Regions from separate parts of the Anas platyrhynchos genome. Here region 2 is linked to region 1. A link is a contact called in public Hi-C data. All regions are on one chromosome and are shown on one strand. Each heading gives the region's core, a stretch centred on a gene start, on an enhancer-like site or on the middle of the called end of the contact. The rest is flanking DNA. Distances are from core to core; before and after follow the strand shown.

Region 1 (6,607 bases), core at 2,543-5,042:
ATGACAACATGGAGAAACATTAATGGGCTCGTTTAATAAAATCCACATTGTTTCCATCGGGAAGCTGTATAAACAGCACTATCAGGGGCTGCCTAAGCCAGCCCTTGAAGGCCGCGAGTGCGTGCCGCTCGGCTCATGCTCGTTGCATGCGGAGGGAGGCAGGGAGCTGGATCGAACGATTGATTAATCAAACGGTAGTTTGGCTCGCAGGGGAGCTGGAACACAGCTCTAACACACCCTTCCCTTCCGCGTCGAGCTGGCCACCTCCTCCTCCAGCCCAGCTGTAGGTGAGAGATGCTCGGAGGAATGCGTGACGCCTCTCGCCTGCATTTACCCGCTCGTCCTGCCGGCACCCATGGGTCCCACCCCACTGGAGAGAGAGCCCCCTGGCTGCTCTTGTGAAAATTGGTTAATCAGTGCCAGTTTCCCCATTTCCTGCTCCTTGTCATTTAGGGATTGTCCCCTTGTCCCAGTGTGCCGTGTTTGGAGGGAGGCTGGGTACGTATAAATTCATGCATTTTGGCCTTGAGCCAGCACCCGGATCCATCACAGCCAAATCAATCTGACCACGATGTGTATAATGATCCAGGGGGATCAGGGAGGTCCTAAAGCCTATCCACAATGGATATCACCCAGGACAGTGGTCTCGCCTCTCTGCCAAAATCCCCTGAGGCTGCCCCGAGGAGCTGTGGCTGCCCCATCCCTGGTGGTGCCCAAGGCCAGGCTGGATGGGGCTGGGGGCAGCCTGGGGCCCTGCCCATGAAATTAGATGATCTTTTACGATCCCAAACCATTCTGTGATTCTATGTTTTTCTCAGCACCAGATGCACAAGTTGGCCAAAGGTCCTTCCTGGAGGTTTTGGTGGTGCCAATGTGCTGACTGCTGCCTTGGCAGAGGGAGATTTTCCTGCAGAGAAGCGAAGGCTGGAGGAAACACGGGCTGCGTTGTCCATATTTTGCAGAGGGATGAAGCCTTTTCCTGCATTCACTTGGGCAGTGCTTTGATTTTTCTGGTATTTTTAGGAACTGCAGATCTGAACTTGATTGTTCCGAGCAAAGCCTAAAGACGGGCAGAGCTGCCAACTCGTGGGATTTTATTGCCAGCTCTGTGGTATTTCTTAAGCCCCAGTGCTTGGCGACATGTGACGAAGTGAGAATTTCAGGGTTTGTTTAAAAAGTTTTCTCAAATAAGGTGTGAAACCTGAGACACCTCCAAGGCTCAGAAAATATAAAGAACAAAAAATATTTATTTATTTATTTTTTTAGCTATACTGGTTTTTGAGCGAGTGTTTCAGGGAGCTGGCCCTGAAACATAACCTGGCAGGTTATGCTGAGAAAGTGTAATTTTAGTAGCAAGGTAACGTCTGTGGGGAGAGGGCAGCGAAGGGCACGGTGGAGCCAGACCTTTTTTTGGAGCAGACCAAAAATTCAATTTGCCCGTTTCTTTCCAGCGGTTATAAAGCCTGTGGGGACCACCATAGATGCAGGTACCTGAAAAAGGTGCAAGTCCAAATACATCTGCATTACCCCTGGAGGACTCGGTGGCCTTCACCCTTCAAATATTCAGCTGGCCATTTCGCAAATCTAGCAATCCTTCCCGTGAGTCCTTAGGTGGAAACTTGTGGCTGTTGCACCTTCCAGTGAGACTGAGAAGCTCGATTTATGCAACTTCAACTTGGTTTTGCCTCCTGTAATTTTTTTATCTTGTGCTGGTGCCCCCCATCCGTGCTGGATTACAGACCCAGCAGGGGCAGATGCTGCGCTGGCACTCAGTACCCAAAGCAGCCCACCAAGTCCTGTGGGGCCCAAGAAAATTGTTCTGCATTATTTTTTTATATATTTTTTTTTATATATATTTTTATATTTATATATATATATATATATATATTTATTTTTTTTTCATCTGTTGCTTTTTGTTTGTGCAGCAGCAGCTTGCTGGGGTTCCTTCTAAAGCCATGCACGGTGCTCCCAGATGTCTTTGATCAGCCAAGGCAAAACATTTAGGTGTTTTTATTTTCTTCTGAAGTTTGCTTTTTTTTCCCTGAGTACAGCGTGCAGCTCTGCTTGCTGAAGGGGCTTTCCTGTGACAGCACCACTTTCCTTCCTACCTGACACCTGATGGTTTGTCAGTTTGATTACTGAAGGGAAGGACGTCTTGGAAGGGAGAATTTGCTTCCATGGGGGTGAAACCCTGCTCTGATGGAGCCAGGTGATTTCTGCATCTGGATCCAATGGGACTGGGATTTCCAGCCCTATTCTCTCTTGGGCTTGGGAACGAAAAATGGATCATAACATAGCATAGCAGTGTGTTACTGAAAAAAAAACATGAATGATCTACCTGCCCTCCTGCACTGTCATAGTTACACTTTTTCTAGGTTCACTGTTAGCTCAAACACAGTCCCAAGGGACTGGGCAATGCCAACAGCAAGCTGAAACCCAGTTTTCCCCAGTACACCTCCCCAGCACGCTGGGGCACTGGGCAAAATCAGCCGATCTCTCTGCGAATTTGATGTTTAGTTTGTTAACTGTTTGGCAGCCTTCACCCACCCAAAATGACACCACATCTTTAAAGAGCATAAAGGAAAACAGAAGAGAGAAAGAAAAATCTTTGCTGAATCTAATTAGTTGAATCTAATCAAGGGCTACAAACATAACCATGCTTGAATTATAACTGCGTCATTATTTCTTGACTGTAGGGCAGAGTGAAAGAAAGAATATCCTGAATGAACACACCCTGGACTGGTTTGGATTTCTTTCCCATTTCAATTTAATTCTGATTTTTCTGACCCTAGCTCCTGGGGCTTGGGATGCGTCCAACATCTCCGTAATGGTGTTACTCCACCTGCAGCCTCCACTCCAGCCTGCGTGTCTGTCTGGGACTGCCTATTTTTTGCAATTGGAGCAATATCTGAAGAACCCCTCCAGGACCAGACCCCACTGTGCAAGAATTTGCACCAACACGTACCAACAAGGTGGTTTCAGCTCAAAAGACTCGTGGCTATTGGGGGGAGGCCCTGGGCATGAGCTGAGATTCACCTGCTGCCCTCAGTGCACTTTTTGCTTCACCCTCCTGCTGACACAGTGACTTGGATCCTACAGCACCATGTGCACCCCCATTTGTCACTAAATCCCATTCTATGACTACTTTAATGACAAAAGAGGCAGTAGAAGTGTAAATAAGGTCTTAGTATTGGCTTAAGGCTATGTCCAGATTTTAGGATTGGGACAAATGCACAGAGGGAAAATACCAAGTGTGATCCCTGTGTGTGACTTCTGGATATAAGGACAAAATTTTTCATGATGAGGGCAGTCAACTATTGGAGTGGGTTTCCAAAGATGAACTGGAAAAAGCCCCGAGCATCCTGAGCTCAGACATTGGGTTAGGGACCCATAGATGCTCCTTCCAGCCTGAGTTACCTGTGACTCTACAGCACTTGGGTTTATCAGGTTAATTTCTAGATGATGTGGCCACCTGCAGCTGATGAAGGGAAGGAAGCAAGCCACCAGGGAAGGAAGCAACCCCTGGGGGAATTCCCCCCTTCCTGGGACAGACCCTTGGGCTCTGAAGCAAAGCGAGGGGGTGAGAATGTGAATTCATGGCAATCCGTGTAAGGAGCTATAGGATCCTCCTTCCCCCAGCAGGATCACGGCCTTGGGGCACCCAAAGCTCAAGGGTTTGCTTCTACTTTGCTAAAATTGCCAAAACTCAGCATGAGCAGCAAAACGAGCTGGAAAGCAAAGCCAAACAACCTTCAATCAGGGAAGACTTTGCTGATAAGGAGAGACCCTGTCTGGGGCTCTGGTGCACTTGGGGAGGGAATAGTGTATCACAGGCTGGAAAGGAGTCACCAGTGCTCTGCCTTTTGCAAGCAAAACAGACATCAGACCAGCAGTGCTATGCGGAAGACATGCGAAGCTATCCATCTGCTCCACACAGCCCCAGGAAGACCTCGGCTGGATATTGAATCCAGCTTTTGGCACTGCACTTGAGAAAAGATGCGGACTCCTTGGAGAGGGTCCAGAGGAGAAGAACAAAGAGGAACAGAGCTCTAGAAAACATGACCTGCAAGGAGACACTGAGAAAATTGGGGTTGTTTAGTCTAGAGAGGAAAAAACGGAGGGAAAACATGATAACAGCCTTCAAGTATTTTGACTTTCCTCACTGGATAGGAGATAGGAAGCAGTCCTCGGTGCCTGCTGGGGATAGCACATAAAGTGATTAGGTTAAGGGCAAGGGTGGCTGAGGTCAGGCTTTAGGAAACATTTTCCGAGGGTGAGAACTGGGATTCCTTGTGTGGGAGGTGGTGGAAACTCCATCACTGGAGGTTTTCAAGAAGAAATTACTTAGCTATGTGTCAGGGCAGGCTAGGTGGATGAGAAGACCCGTGGGGACTAGAAGACCTCTTGAGGTCTCTCTGGCCATATCTGCCCTAGGGGAACTCAGAAGCTGAGCCACGTTAGCCTTGTCCATGTGGACTAAGAAGAGTGCCACCCTGCTGGACATCACACCCATCGCTTCAGCCACTTCTCACACGAGTGCCAACCCCGGCAGCTCCGAGGAAAGAGTGAGGACAGGGCTTCCCAGAGCGCCGAGCCGTGGGCCAGCTGCAGTTGAGGGCTCCACGAGGAATGCCAAGGCTTGCAGAGACGCTGGACGTTGCCGCTGCGGAGCCGGGTGTTGGAGGAAAACAGTCGTGTCAGAGGCGGGAGGTACCGTGGGTGGTTTCATTGTAGTTGTTTTTGTAATTTATGGCTGGTGAGCCTGGAGTCTGGGAGGAGTGTTCCTTTTTATGCTCTTTTGTATAAATCCAAATAAATAAATTCAGGGAGAATCTCTTAGGCAACCAGGGCCCGGCCAGCGTGTAGCTGTTAAGATTAATATCTGCCTCTCGAACCGCGCCAGAAGACCAGAGAGGGAGCTGGCAGGGATCTCAAAGCACTTTGTAGGTTCTGAGTGTGTTGGAAAGTCTGGCGAGCTCACGGCGCTCCGGTGGGAGCTGAGTCCTTGGGCAAAGCCAGTCGCAGCGGAGGGTGAAAGACGGGACGTTCCCTCCCGGAGTGCTTACCTTGAGCGAAAGCTATGAGCATTTCTAGAAGGAGGGGACATCCCAGCTCTGGAAACCACGCTGCTTTGCTCAGCGATGAAAACACCACCAGGACACGGGGTCGGGTCACCACGCTTTGTCCCCAGGGATGTGCTGGGAAGGGGAGCAAAGCCCACCCCAGGAGGTGAGCCGGGGCTCGCCACATCCCCACCATGGTTTTTAATAGATGGAGGAGGACACCAACAGAGCAGCACGTTGGTTTATTAGCAGAACAGCCAGGAGGCCAACTTCTTTTGGAGGGGAACAGGGTGCCGCCAGTAAAATGTCACCGCCCAGCTGAAGGAGCGACAGGATAATGGATAGGGGTGAGCCCCGAGGAAGTTTTGGATCCTGAACGCTCTCAGACGCTGCGTTCAATAATTTTATGACACGGGCGTTCAGGGGAGTTTCTCCCGGAAACATTTGTTTTATAAATGGCTCATTTTCTAATTACATTCTGCAGGGCTGAGCAGCAACAAGAAAAAGGAAGGGAAAAAAAGGAAAAAAAAAATAAATAAATAGGGAGGGCCACAAGACTTGCCAAAGCTGACTTGACGCACACTTGCTGCAGCTTCCACTTTGATGTGAATGAGAAACATCCACCGAACGCGAGTGATGGCCCTGGAGGGAGATCTCCGATGGGGAACTGGTGGGACCTGTGCGGTGGGGTGGCTGAAATGGCTTCAAAAGGGGGTGCCCAGGGAAGGGGGCCCTCCATGGTGGGCGGCCAAGGTCGGTCCCCACGGGCTTCCCACCCAGCCCCGTTCCCCTCCCACGCAAGCCAGCTCTGTGGTCTCTTTCGCTCTTGATTGAAGAGCGTGTTTGCCAATAAGCCCCGTCGCGGGGCGGTGAAGGAAGAGTTAACCACTTCCTTCCAAAAAAACACAAAAGGCCACCGCTTCCTGACATCCCAGGCTCGGTGCAGGGCGAGAGGAGCAGAGCGGTGGGGGACGGCGGGGTGACCCTCGCCGGTGCCTTCAAAGAGCTGGGGGAAGAGCTCGGGGCATCGCTGGCTGCAGAGAGGGCCCCAGGCTCCTCCTTGGGCTCGTGCCCTGGTTCACGGGACTTGGCCTGGCTGGGTGCTGCGAGGCCAGGAGCCCCGCGGAGCCGGGAGGGAGCGACTTTAAAGCATCGCCGGTAAGAGGAGAGCGAGGCGCGTTGTTACAGGATGCGGCCCGTCTCCCCGCTGGAAGGGAATCTGGTGGCCACATGTATCTACGTCCCCCCCGACTTGATGATGATGATGAAAGATGTCATGCTAGGAAGCTCTGGAGATCAGAGACACGCGGACCACATACCGGCATTTCAACACGAGAACACAGCTCCCAGCGCCTGCCGAACCTCGGAATTTGCACCTTGTAACACTAGAAATGGACATCTGTAGACGAAAGAAAAACCCTTGTGTACACACGGATTTTATGAAGCCGAGGGGGGCTCTTTCATCCCTCCAACACTGCGAGGGCAGCCCGGCTGCCAACTGTTCCCTTTTGGATGTAAAAAGCGAGTTTAACAGAGTTTGTGTG
Region 2 (6,206 bases), core at 2,526-5,025, 300 kb after region 1:
TACGAAGCCACCGCATGGCCAGATAAACCCTCTCGTGGCCCACATTTTGGCGGACTCTCATCCTTGTTTCACAGTTTAGCTAACCAGAAATCATGCGGCCGTCTCTGCACTGTGGGAAGACCCTGATTCCTGACTGTGTTCATCACAAATACAGAAATACATTTCTAAAGTAAACGCAGGCACCTATGGACACTGAAAGCACCTCACAGTATCAGAGACATCTGCACAGCACTGGCAACACACCACAGGACCTACAGGAGATCCGTGCCTTTCTCCAGATCACCAGCTGGAGGCCAGGTGGGACACCTTCCAACACCTACAGTGGTCCTACACACCTATGCTTAGGCAAATGAGCTGCTCCCACCCCATGGGAGCACACAGGTCTATCCTTCTGAACACAAAAAGAAGTCCATTTAAGCTGGTAACAGCAGCAGCGGCGAGTAAGGGGTTAACCAGCACCATTAGTATATCGAGGAAATTGCCCCAACAGAAGTATAACCCACATGGTGGAAGACAAGTGTTATTCGCAAGTTATTAATAAGAGCCCCAAAAGAAGGCAGCGGTACACTGTTCTGTTAATCTCATAAGCCCAGATGTTCGTGAAATGAAAAACAGCCCAAGTACATGACCTTTCATACTGATGTAAAGGAATGTTTAAGATATGATGGGATGTTATATATCACAGGATGTTAAAAACATCATGGAAAAATTCAATATGGATAGCAAAAATTTAAAGAGTCAAATACTTATAAAAACATATATCTGATAAGATGCAAAAAAAACCTATCAAATCAGATTATGCTTTTCCACAGGCATAATTTTACACACTTTTATAGACACCAGTGCTTGTAAAGTGTCAAAGTACAATAACGGCAGGAATTACTGCCCATAGAACTGCTGCAGTTTCTTGCACACTTTCTCCTAGCCCGCAAGAAACCGTTCACTCTTGGGAAGATGTGCTTTATTCTGGCTCCTATGCACAATAAAACGTTATGCAGAAAGCACCCTGCAGGCAAGAAGTCTGTGGACTTTATTGCAACCTGCTCTTGGAGTCAATTCTCAAAGTAATTGATTAATTTGGAAACAAATTAATTTGTGGAAATGAGGCTCTGAAATAAAATTTTATTTGACTGTCGGTCACCCCCTTCTCTTCTAGCACTGGTGAGCAAGCACAATCCAAGAACCAGAGGTATTGTTGGGAGCTGGGCAGGGAAAGTCTGTGTGCAGACAGCAAAGAATTCAGACATAATCTCTTGGTCTTCTCCCTTGTTTCTTTTCCTTTCAGATGCTTCAGCGTAAAACATGTGGTTTACACTCATCTTTGTGTAAACTTCTCTGGAGTGAGTTTCAGACAGAGGGCAGTCCCTCTGTAAACAAGATGGACAAAGCTGACACTCAGAATGTGTGGGAACATGTGTCTATTGTAGCTCTTCGTTACTCACACCACCTGCCTGGCGTGCATTCTGCAACCACACAGCGCTACGGGAAGCAACGGCAGACAGAAGAAGAAATTCACCGAAATCCAAAAATTTGCCCCCCACTCCCTGCATGCCCACCCTGGCTGACACTGAAACAATCTGGCCTAGATGAGGGGAGCGCGGGGCAAGTTTGGGAGGTCAGTTTACACACGGGTCAGCTTATACGTGAGTGTATACAGTATCGGGGTCTGTTTTCTATTTGCTTGTCAAATACCAACACCATAAAGAAAGGAATAGTACTAAATCCACCATTTTAACCTTACACATACCCACAATTACAGCTGAAATAACTCAGCAATTTTTGAGTTATACGAGTGCAAAGAAAGCATCTGTAACCAATCACCTATTTTTTGTTGGCTTTTTTTTTTTTTTGGCAATTCTATATCTTAAAAATTGTGAATGCAGTTCTAGTTGTTTTTTTTTTTTTTTAAACACAACCTTGTTAAAAAAAAATAAAAAATAAAACAACACATGTGCTCTCAGGCTGAAAACACACATGCCAAATTCAGCCTGGAGAGAATTTTTACGGCTGAGTTATAAAACCCTGAAAATGGGGATTTATAATGGAAATGCTGACAGACCATTAACTACAATAATAACATAAACGGAGCAATAGAATTTCCAAGTTATCTCCTTTTTGTTTGTGTCAGCATTCCTGCAGCGAGAGGCTGCACAACGCACAGGCAGCGTTACCAGCACGTTGCTTTGGTCCTCTCCTATGGCGTTCGCAGAACACAGCGAAGCAGCAAAGCATCGTGCACGTGCTGTCATGTCTCCTGGTGCATCCCATTCTTCAGTCAGCTCCTAGCATCCAATTTTGGGGTCTGTGCTTTGAGAGGAATCCTGCCACCAAGCAAAGCCAAGCAGCAGGACGCCCGTTCACCTGTTTTGCTCTGTGTCCTGCCAACGGGAGAGCAAGTCACTGTGTGCTGATGCCACGCCGCAATTTCCATTGCCCTGCACGAGCTTTGCTTCCAGCTTTCTGCGTGAATGCCCAAAAAAAAAAAGAGGGTGATGATAACCACTCGTGCTGGCTGGTGTGAAAAGGGGGCACATCAGGACCCCTAAACACTACAGCTACACACCGTATGCCCTTCCTCTAAAAGCACAAACTGTGTCTTCTCTGGGAAGAGGAATATAATGAGAACATGTAAACTATCAGGCCGCTCGAGATAATTTGCTCCCTATTACAGCCAGGGACAAGTTGTTTAAAAATAAAATAAGCAATGGCCCACGCTACAGAATCTGTGTACTCTTCCAAAAAAAAAAATAGCTCTTAACGGTGAAGACGTGTTTAGCCCATTGCTAGCATGTTGCTAGTTTATTACGAAGCACGTACTCCTAATGGAAACAGAACCTCAAATTCACTGGGAATGAAAGAGGATGACAGATCCCTGTACGTTTACAATTTTGGCAGATTTGGGGTTTTGAAAGGTACTCCATTTCACTGGACTTCTGACTCGCTCCCTGTCTCATTTGTCCTCTGCATCCTAAAACACCTGACATAACATAGCCGGTATCGTTATTCCCATTTTACAGATGGTTAAAGCAAGGCACAGTGGTGAAATAAATTCCTAAATATTAAATATCAGGTTGCTTCCAAAACCCAGGAAAAGGACCCAGGTTTTCTCCTCCTTATTTAAGTAATGTCTGCTGTACAACCACAGATTTCAACCTTTTTAAGGGTAAAAAGGCTAAATATGATGCATGAATTGACAGAATCCATCTGCTTCAGAGAAGCCCTGGTTCACTCCAACAGTGACTAGAAAGCTGCAAAATCACTACAATTATCTTTTCACAATAATCCTGTACAAAAACGGCAAGTTTCAACAGAAGAAGAAAGTAGCAAAGCAGTCCTTTTCTGCAAGCACCATCAGTGACTTCTGACAGCCCCTCCCCGCTCCTGACATTCAGCAGCTCCCGCGGAGGGGAACCGTTCTCTTCAAGCACATTATTCTCCTCGCTTATCTGCATCAAAAGAACGAAAGCTACTAGTGGCCAGAAATCATTCAAGCTGCTTCCCTAAGTACTTCTGCCACTATTGCTTCCTTTTGTCCAGCACACGTGTCTCAGCCTTGTCTATGCTAGAGATATTTGGCATGCTCATCAGCTTTTGTCCCCCTCGCATGCCTAACACGCTGCAGAAACGCTCCCAATGGTGCGCAGGCGCTCCCGCCACTGTTTGGATTAGAGGGCTTGTAGATGACACATAACTTTGTCTGTTGTTTACAGCCCAGGATGATACAACAGACATTCAGTTGTCCCAGTGTCTCGCCAAGATTAGCACGTGGAAGAGCAGGAGCCGGCTGAGGCAGCCTCAGCAGGACAGAGGTTAGGCTTGTGGGCAGAGGGAATTGCTCCGAGGAGCACTGCGGTTCCCTGCGAGCGAGGACACGTGCTCACAGATTATCGAGAGCCATCCACGTTCTGAAAGCTTTGTTGACTCCTTGCTGATGCCACCCCTAAACCAAGGGTTATTGCTCTGGAAACAGAGCTGCCAGGCTGCAGAACGCTTCCTGCTGTAGGCAAAGCTGCTGGAAGCATTTCCACCTTCCTGTCCAAACCCATCCTAAACCTCTCCATCCATTTGTACAATGCACAGTTCAACTCATCCAAAAAACAACAAAGGGATCCCTCCCTCCATTAACTTCACTCCAACATCTACACAATCTAGGCAGGTCCATGCTTGGAAAGTGGAGAGAAAAAAATTGAGTTTTGTTTGTTTGTTTTAAAAATAAGTGATGCAATTAGTGGACAACGGAGTGCGTACCCGGCAAGCTGACTGCACTGGGGAATGGCAATACGGTGGCTATTCGCCGAGGAAACCTTACCTCAACAATCTCCACCTTGCTGGCACTGCACAGAAAAGGTTGGCACCTTGGAGCTTAACAACACGGAGCTCCTCACGTTCCTGTCCTATGCACTCATCATCAAAATCCAACAGCAAAAACTAGAGAAGCAGGAAATGCTGAATTAGGGTAACACTTCCCCCCCACCAACCATCACACAGCCCTAATTCTGTCCCTGCAGCAGTGCCAACCAGCATAACTCAAGACTGCTCAAGTCTGTTTGAACTCCTGAGCGGCCAGCTCCAAAGTGAGGAGTAAGTGCATGGCTCCGAGCCACGTTTGCAGAACCTCCCTGCCAATTTCTGGCTTGTACTTCATACTCCCCAGATGCAGGTTCATGAGCCATGACAAAATTTGGGGGCAAAGAGGAACAGATGCACAGAATCATTTCTCCTGGTTTGAGGTTTCAGCAGGAATGCTCCAGACAGCTTTGGTCAGGGTTGAAGAGAACAGGCAGGCAGCGCTGGGCGGTGATGGGAGCTCAGCACCTGCCCTCACCCCGCTCTGCACTCAGCGGTTTCACTGTGTCATGTTGAGAAGAACAAACATTCGCTATGTGCAGGCCTGGCTTTTAAAGTTACAGAACTCTACGTGATTTATAAGGTGTGATTACAAAGCTGTTTGAATTTTAGAAAATTAGAGGGGCTAGATTTTTTTTTTATTTAGTGCTTAAATTGGTTTGGCTATTTGTTTCATTATGGGAGATCAAAAATAATCCCGGTACTCCCAATGAGAAGTAAAGAGCGTTTGAATATGTTGGAATAACCTTAAAAGCAGGTGGCTACCTTATTAAGTGTTAAATATTCAGAGCTGAAATACGAGCCCGTTTCCATCTAGGGCGTGCAGTAAATGGCTTCCACATATGAATAGCAGCCCATTAGCACAATAAAAAAATAATTAGTTATCCAGTTGAAATTAGAACAAACGTTCTAAATGCAAGAATTTCAACGGGTCACTTTTATTTCATAAGCCATTGTGCCAGCTGCATAGCCACGGTTCCCCTCATCTAAACAAACAGTGCAAAATAGAAATAACTGCTTTGAATTGTTGTACCCACAGTTTGGTATTTGTAGGACGGGAGATGAGGGGGACATAGAGGTTTGGATTCATCACGTACACAACAGAGTACCTCCAAATGCTCATTTCCTAACAAGTGCAGGGATTGCATGGATAGAAAAGCAGCCTTCCAGGATAAGGTACTTGCTTGAGTCTCCAGAAACCCTAACCTAGTTCAGTGAGGAGAACCGAGATTGCTCTCAACATCTCCATGGAATACTAACAGGCCTCACCCCTGCACACACAACCCCACTTGTTGAACTCCTGATTCTTTTGGAGTGAAACACTCACTGGCAGGTGGGCTCTACAGGGCCAAGTGTCCGGGGTTAATAAACATGCAGTCTATCAGCTTGCCTGCATTTTAATAACCACAATAATTTCGTAGGTATTCAGCAAACCCCAAATAATTTTATTTATATAACAACCTGTGAGCAGTCAAATAGGGAATAGGGCGGTCTAACACTAGAGTAAAAGTCCATAAACTTTTAGCCATATATGCAAAACTAAAGTTGTAACAATAAAAGCCATTTAGTAGTCCCTACTCATCCATTTCAGCTGAAGGGAGCTGTTTCTGTCACATGTTCCTTTCCTCTTGAGAGTTATGTTTGGTATTTTACACTAACTTCTGGCACTGTTTTCCCCTTGTTAATTGGAAACCACAATCACTTGTGGTGCAGTGCTTTGCTCTGCTTTCTGTATTTCTGATTTGCACCCAACTGTCAAATCTTTAACGGTGGAGAAAAACCACCTCTATCATTAGGGCCCATAATGCCACTGAGATAGCCCAGCGAATGTGCCAACAAGTGAAAGCAGTTAGATGATG

What was found. Hi-C and Micro-C count contacts between places; a contact is called where the count stands out from the background.
Region 2: a contact with region 1 is called in a Hi-C map of small yellow follicle, with 2.0 times the contacts expected there. The contact joins two enhancer-like sites. A contact is called at or near these places in 5 of 8 Hi-C or Micro-C datasets (F5 follicle, liver, skeletal muscle and 2 more).

The regions. Positions count from the first base shown.
Region 1 is chr5:3,677,914-3,684,520 of IASCAAS_PekinDuck_T2T, forward strand. No RefSeq gene overlaps it. Among named protein-coding and RNA genes, the nearest start is that of DDHD1, 33 kb to the left of the region's middle. Within about 2 kb of position 3,793, at least 4 of the 8 cell types and tissues checked have an H3K27ac peak or open chromatin away from gene starts, as enhancers often do. A contact at or near this core is called in F5 follicle and small yellow follicle, where this site is marked.
Region 2 is chr5:3,973,411-3,979,616 of IASCAAS_PekinDuck_T2T, forward strand. No RefSeq gene overlaps it. Among named protein-coding and RNA genes, the nearest start is that of CNIH1, 46 kb to the right of the region's middle. Within about 2 kb of position 3,776, at least 5 of the 8 cell types and tissues checked have an H3K27ac peak or open chromatin away from gene starts, as enhancers often do. A contact at or near this core is called in F5 follicle and small yellow follicle, where this site is marked.